Linked DNA regions of Xenopus laevis: region 2 is linked to region 1. The links are chromatin contacts, called in public Hi-C maps. All regions are on one chromosome and are shown on one strand. Each heading gives the region's core, a stretch centred on a gene start, on an enhancer-like site or on the middle of the called end of the contact. The rest is flanking DNA. Distances are from core to core; before and after follow the strand shown.

Region 1 (3,206 bases), core at 258-2,757:
AAACGTTCGAAATTCGAAGTAGTTTTTATTCTATTCATTCACTCGAGCTAAGTAAATGTGCCCCCTACTGTTTAGATACCATTATGTCTATTTGTCATCAATTTTATCCTATCGTAATGGAGGCACGCTCATTTTCTGAAGTTTATTTAACAAGCAAAAATAAGTTCTTTGTTTTTAGTGTTCCAAAATTCCCGCTCTGCTTCATGCCTTACACTGTATGTGCTTCCTATGTCTCTGATGAATTAATTTAGCCATCTCTTTAATTTTTTTTTTCAAGCTTTCAGAGACTGGAGCCAAACATTTGGGGTCAAATCAGGGCTTTTCGTTTTTGTAAATAGTATTTTGCTGTGAAAGAAATAAGTCAATCAAGGACACCTATTCACATCAAGATTTCTGTTCTTCAGTTGAAAAGTTCTGCAAATAGAGTGCTTAATAATTCTGCTGGAGTGGTGTGGAGGATTTATACACAGTTCAGTGCACAGTGTTCTTTCCACAACAAACAACAAATCTTGACCAGTGCATATCTGATTAATGCTTTAGAAGTGAAACTCTATATTGTTCCATGCACAAAACATATATTTTCATGGTTTATTTTCCTTTATTTTGCCTGTTTATGAGTTTGTAATAATAAGGATCTCCCTCAGAACCCACCCACTGCAGTGACTGGTATGTGAGATTTAATACTTAACATTTGTTATACAGGTATGGGAACTGTTATCCAGAATGCTCGGAACCTGGGGTTTTCCGGAAAACAGATCTTTCCATAATTTGGATATTTATACCTTAAGTCTTACTAGAAAAACATGTAAACATTAAATAAACCCAATATGCTTTTGCTTCCACTTAGGATTAATTATATCTTAGTTTGGATCAAGTACAAGGTACTGTTTTATTATTATAGGGAAAAAGAAAATCTTTTGGATTATCTGGATAAAATTGAGTTTATGGGAGACGACCTTTCCATAATTCTGAGCTTTCTGCATAATGGGTTTCTGGATAATAGATCCCATACCTGTATTAAAATCACTTAGTTACATTTGTATTTGGATGGTTACTGATTTATAGCAGTACACTTGTATGATTCAATGAGCAGCACCGGATTTCCAAAATACGCTCCACTAGGCTGGCTGCTTCTGGCACCCCTCCCTCCAGTGCATGCGCTAACTCACATATTTGCTACCTGCTCCACCATGCCGCCCCTTAAAATCTGTCACCCTAAGCCTGGGCCTTTGTGGCCTTGCCACAAATCTGGGCCTGTCAATGAGGATTATAGAAGACTTCTCGTGAAACAATTCAATCTTTATTGTGGTGACTTCTTCACAATGAATAATTACAGCCCTATCCTTTCCCTGGCACCAGGGTCGGACTGGGCCGTCGGGACACTGGGAAAAAACCTGGTGGCCCTGGTCCTTGTGGGCCCCAGATCTGCTCCCTGAATCAAGATTTCCACAAGATTAGTAAATTATGCGGCGGGGGTGGTTGCAGGGGCAGCTGCTCGAGGGGTTTGTGGTTGGGGCATTGCAGGCCCGATTCTGACTGCAACATATGAAGGGGGTGGTTGTGGTGGGGCCTGGGGGTTTGGGGCTGGGAGGCCCTGGGGTATGGGGGCCCCTGAAGTCCCCCACACCCCAGTCCAATGTTGCCTGGCACTGGCTTTTGTCCCTCACACTTGCAAGACTGGCCACCGCACCAGCTTTATTTCTGAACTATTAACACAAACAATTAACATTTCATACCCTTATATACTGGCCCAATCATATTTAATTATTTGGTCAACCTGATGTTAACTTTATGTCTTACTGAGAGACAGCAAGTTTTATTTATACTTTCTTTCATTCTTTTTTATTTTCTAGTGTCTATTGAACACTAAGCAGTTATCATGTATTGTCATTTATCTTTATAATGAAGTATGAGCCAGTGTTTCACATGTATTGTATTTGTGTGAGATGCATAAAAAGTGTGTACATGCTGGGTGGGTCCAAGTAAATAATCAAGTAGGTATGCGTATCAGTTAACAAAACTAGAGAACAAGGGTTATGATGCCATGTATGGATCCCACTAAACGTACCTGACTGATCTAGTGGGGAGCATTGTTTCCCTAAAGCATTCTACATTTGTAGGATCTCCAGAAATCCAATATCCAAAAAGCTACAAAGTATGGGAAGGTTGTCTGATCTTGGCCTGCGTAGGTCAAATAGTAACCCAGAAATGTGAATTTTATGGAGCCAGTAGGTCCCTTACATCTAGCGGAGAAGAATTTAAGTTCTATGGCAGGCAAGCAGTTAAGCCAAGTAAATTTTTGTGATAATCCATTGTAAGGAAATAGCACAAATACAGCTGTTTTTAATATTTATTTTGTGGTTTCCATGGAATTTCGCAAACATTTCTGTGGCAGCTTCACAATCTGCATTGCTGTCCAACATCAGCTGCTCCTTACACAGTACATCTTCTATTGTCAAGACAATCAGACTTCTCTTGTTTACTGTATCTATCATTTTAACAGGAGAAAACTTAGGGGCCGCACATTCCTTTACTCCATTTTGTATGGCCGTGCATTTTCCGCTTACATTTATGTAAGATTACTGACATTATTATATCCCGGGTGATTCCATGTAGAAAAGAATGTACATTTGTTGCTCAATATGGTAAGACATATTTTCCTGTAATTTATAAAAAGAGAAACACAAAATATGTGCGGGTGAAGTCATTACTTGTGTTTTAGACATTAATTTGAATAAATATTAATAGGACATTTTCACAATTTTATTTAAGTGCAGGAACATTCAACTATCATGCACAAAAGTAAATATATCTATTTAATAAGAACGCTCTTATTTTAATGAAAAGGCTACATTTTTACGCAATATCCTTGTTGTTTGCAAATACAGCAGCTAAGGGTAATGGCAGACATTAAAGCTTATTTTACTACCATAGCTGCAATTGCGATCATGCAAAACAAGAGGATATATTGATGACATTCATTAAAGGTACATGAGTCTAAACACACTTTCTGCAAGCTCCATTGCACCTATCTAGTACAGGTGTGTACAAGTGCAACTATTAATGAGAGGAACCCTGGAGACAATAGGTACACCAGACGTCATTTGCAGCAGAAAAGATGTAATCCCCGCTTTAAAAATTTTGAGTGAATAAAAAATGTTGGCTTAGCACTAGGCAATAAGCACTAGGCAATAAATTAGGTTTAT
Region 2 (3,150 bases), core at 511-3,010, 180 kb after region 1:
GAAAAGTGATGTAAAATGCTGTGTCAAAAGTGGTGCCACTCAACAATGATTTTTACATGAATTTCCGCATCTTTTTATGTTAGAATGCTGTATTCAGCTACATATCGTATTTGCATAAAATCATCTTACAGCTTCAAAAATAAAATATCATGTTCGGTGTGTTTCAGTGCATTTTTACAAAGATTTATACACATACTTCTAGTACAGTCAAAGAAAAGTGTCCGTATCCATTAGAAAAGGGTTTAGTAGTGATGTTCCCTGTTGGAAACCACCTGTTGGTTGGGTTCGGGTTGAAATTTACCCATCCATTATGGGTTAGGGTAGGGTGCGGGTCAGACTGGGGAAGTACACTCCTCCACTGTTACCATACATTCCTTGTTTTGGAATCAGAGACACACACAGAAGTAGCATATGGAGCAAGGAGAGACGGTACAGGTTGGGTGCGGATCCTAAAATGGCAACATTTGGCGAATTGCACTTTTCATTACCTTACAGCTTCATCTTGCCTCTAGAAGACTTTTTTGCAATTGCTGGCCTTCTAACTATTCTAGCTTTGGAGGGGGCCACACGACAACTGATGTCAACTGCAAAGGACGGCAACCTGGACTGTGGCCTGTGCGAATAAGAATTGCTGCAGGTCTCCAGTGCTAGCACAGAATCATAGAAATGAATTTCAATTTGAAATACAGCTCAAATCCTAAACCCCCATCAGTTACAAAATCAAATTAAAAAAAAAAACAGTTTGGCCATTGGTGCATGTTTTGGAAACCACTTATATTTTGGCAATCATACCAGAGAAAGAAACAAAAGGGCTGACAAGGAGCTGCTTGGGCTGCACTAATACTGAGTATACACGTATCACCTGCTAATGCCAATTGGTTGCATTGTGGATCATTAGACAATATCAGCCTTGTTGGCAGGTTCAGTTCACATTGATAGAATAGTATTATGCATAACTTGTCTTAAAAATGGCAGTTTGTTGAACTGCTGCACATTAAAACAGTTTATTCATTTCAGTGTTCTTTTGGCATTGCCCAGTATAAATGTACCTTTTGGCATAAGCTGTAGCAAGTATATGGCAAATGGATATGAAACTCTGACTGGTATGACAATAGAACTAAAATCAGCCTGAAAAAGTTCTAGGTAACCAGCAGCCCTCCTACAACTTCCAGCATAACATATCTAAAATCTTAACTTTGCTTTTCTATTTGTAAATATGTATTCATTGATGCATCTGGAACAGAGGGCTGGCCATCCATTTTCGGCTTATATATTATAAAAGGAGAAAATTGGTTAAAACACAGACCTATCGCTGCTCTGATATACATTAAGCTGTCTTATTTTGAATCGTACTTGTTCCCCTAGTAAACAGAGAAAAAGCGGCCCACCCAGAGTTGTGTAATTTCGAGCTGCTTCAGGTTTATCAGGGTGCATTTAGTTGGCTGGGGTGCAAATCTGTCCCCCAAGGCAGTGAACCTAGGGAATAGATTTAAATGATCTGTCCCAGCAGTTTAATGGACCAGGCTTTAAGTATAACTACTTGCTATCTTGGTAACATCAGCAGATTTTTAGGAACTTTATTCACAAATAGCTTTCTAGATGACCCCTGTGACTCGTTTTAAACCCTGATATGCTAGATACCATTTGAAATGATTTTACATACTCCAGAGTTTCAAAGAGCCAGATTGTTCCCACATGGAAATCTGTTGATGTGAGTTGGCAAAAGAGAATTGAAAAGGAATGTTCCTGACCAAAATATGCACATCAGTACTAAACTGGAACAATGCAGCTCAGTACTGCCATCATGTGCCACTTTGTAGTACCAATCTGGAATAATCTCTAATATATTTACATACTAGTATGGGATCCATTATCTCGAAATCCATTATCCAGAAAGCTCTAAATTATGGATGTGCCATCTCCCACAGACTTCATTTCATCCATATAATCTAAATTTTTAAAAATGATTTCCTTTTTCTCTGTAATAATAAACAGTACCTTCTTCTTCATCCGGACTAAGATATAATTAATCCTTATTGGAAACAAAACCACCCTTTTTGGTTTATCTAATGTTTATATGATTTTCTAGTAGTCTTAAGGTCCAGAAATATGCATTATTTGGAAAACCCCATGGAAAACCTGGATAACAGGTCTCATTCCGGTACTACATTGTAGTTATAGCGTTCCAGTGTGAATATAAGGATTTTTTTAATCCAATTAAATTATTCATAAAAGCATAATTACTTGCAATAGAGCTGCTATCCTTGATGAGCGAGCTGATGATGATTTAGTGTGTTTTGGTTAGCAAGTCTGCAAAAATGAGAAAGGAAGAATTGCAGAGTTCTGAACACAGCTAACTGCTTGGCTTAGCTCCAGTAATACATTATGAATTGTCCATTGCCTAGTAATACTAATGCTAATTAGTCCAGTTGCAATAATGTGCTCCAAATGTCTTCTGTTATTAACTGGGCAAGTTAACTCGTTAGGATACACACCAGTATCACATACATAAGAGACGTGTAGTGCTTAGGGAAGAATAAACTGGAGGATGATGCCGTCTTGATAATAAACACAGGACATCTTTATTCACTGTCACCAATATAGCTTCTCCAATAATAATCATCGTACAAGTCCCAAAGTTATTATGATTAAAACAGAACCAGGGTTTCCAAGACATTGGGCCACTCTGATACCTACCGTCCTGTTCCACCTCTTGATGCCAAGGGCTCTGCACTGTACAGACTGCAGACACCGGAGTTAGCCTTGTCTGGCATAGTGCCGAGAGACTGGCGAATTGCTAATGTGGTGCCACTATTCAAAAAGGGATCCTGTTCTCAGCCTCAAAACTATAGGCCAGTTAGTCTGACGTCAGTGGTAGGAAAGCTTTTCGAAGGGTTAATAAAGGATAAGATACTGGACTTCATAGCAAATCATAATACTATGAGTTTGTGCCAGCATGGTTTTATGCGTAATAGATCTTGCCAGACTAACTTAATTTCTTTTTAGGAGAAGTTAAACAGGGACCTTGATTCTGGGATGGCAGTGGATGTGATTCACTTAGACTTTGCTTAAGCATTTCATACAGTGCCACACAGAAAGTTACTGGTTAAATTAAGGAATGTTTCACTTGAACATAGTATTTGTACCTGG

The links. A called contact is a pair of places that touch in the nucleus more often than the background predicts.
Region 2: a Hi-C map of the XL177 cell line shows a contact between it and region 1, with 6 times the contacts expected there. The contact joins two enhancer-like sites. A contact is called at or near these places in 2 of 4 Hi-C or Micro-C datasets (the XL177 cell line and the XTC cell line).

What each region holds. Positions count from the first base shown.
Region 1 is chr1S:53,890,939-53,894,144 of Xenopus_laevis_v10.1, forward strand. No RefSeq gene overlaps it. Among protein-coding and RNA genes, the nearest start is that of fat4.S, 47 kb to the left of the region's middle. Within about 2 kb of position 1,508, at least 1 of the 7 cell types and tissues checked has an H3K27ac peak or open chromatin away from gene starts, as enhancers often do.
Region 2 is chr1S:54,073,456-54,076,605 of Xenopus_laevis_v10.1, forward strand. No RefSeq gene overlaps it. Among protein-coding and RNA genes, the nearest start is that of ankrd50.S, 85 kb to the left of the region's middle. Within about 2 kb of position 1,761, at least 1 of the 7 cell types and tissues checked has an H3K27ac peak or open chromatin away from gene starts, as enhancers often do.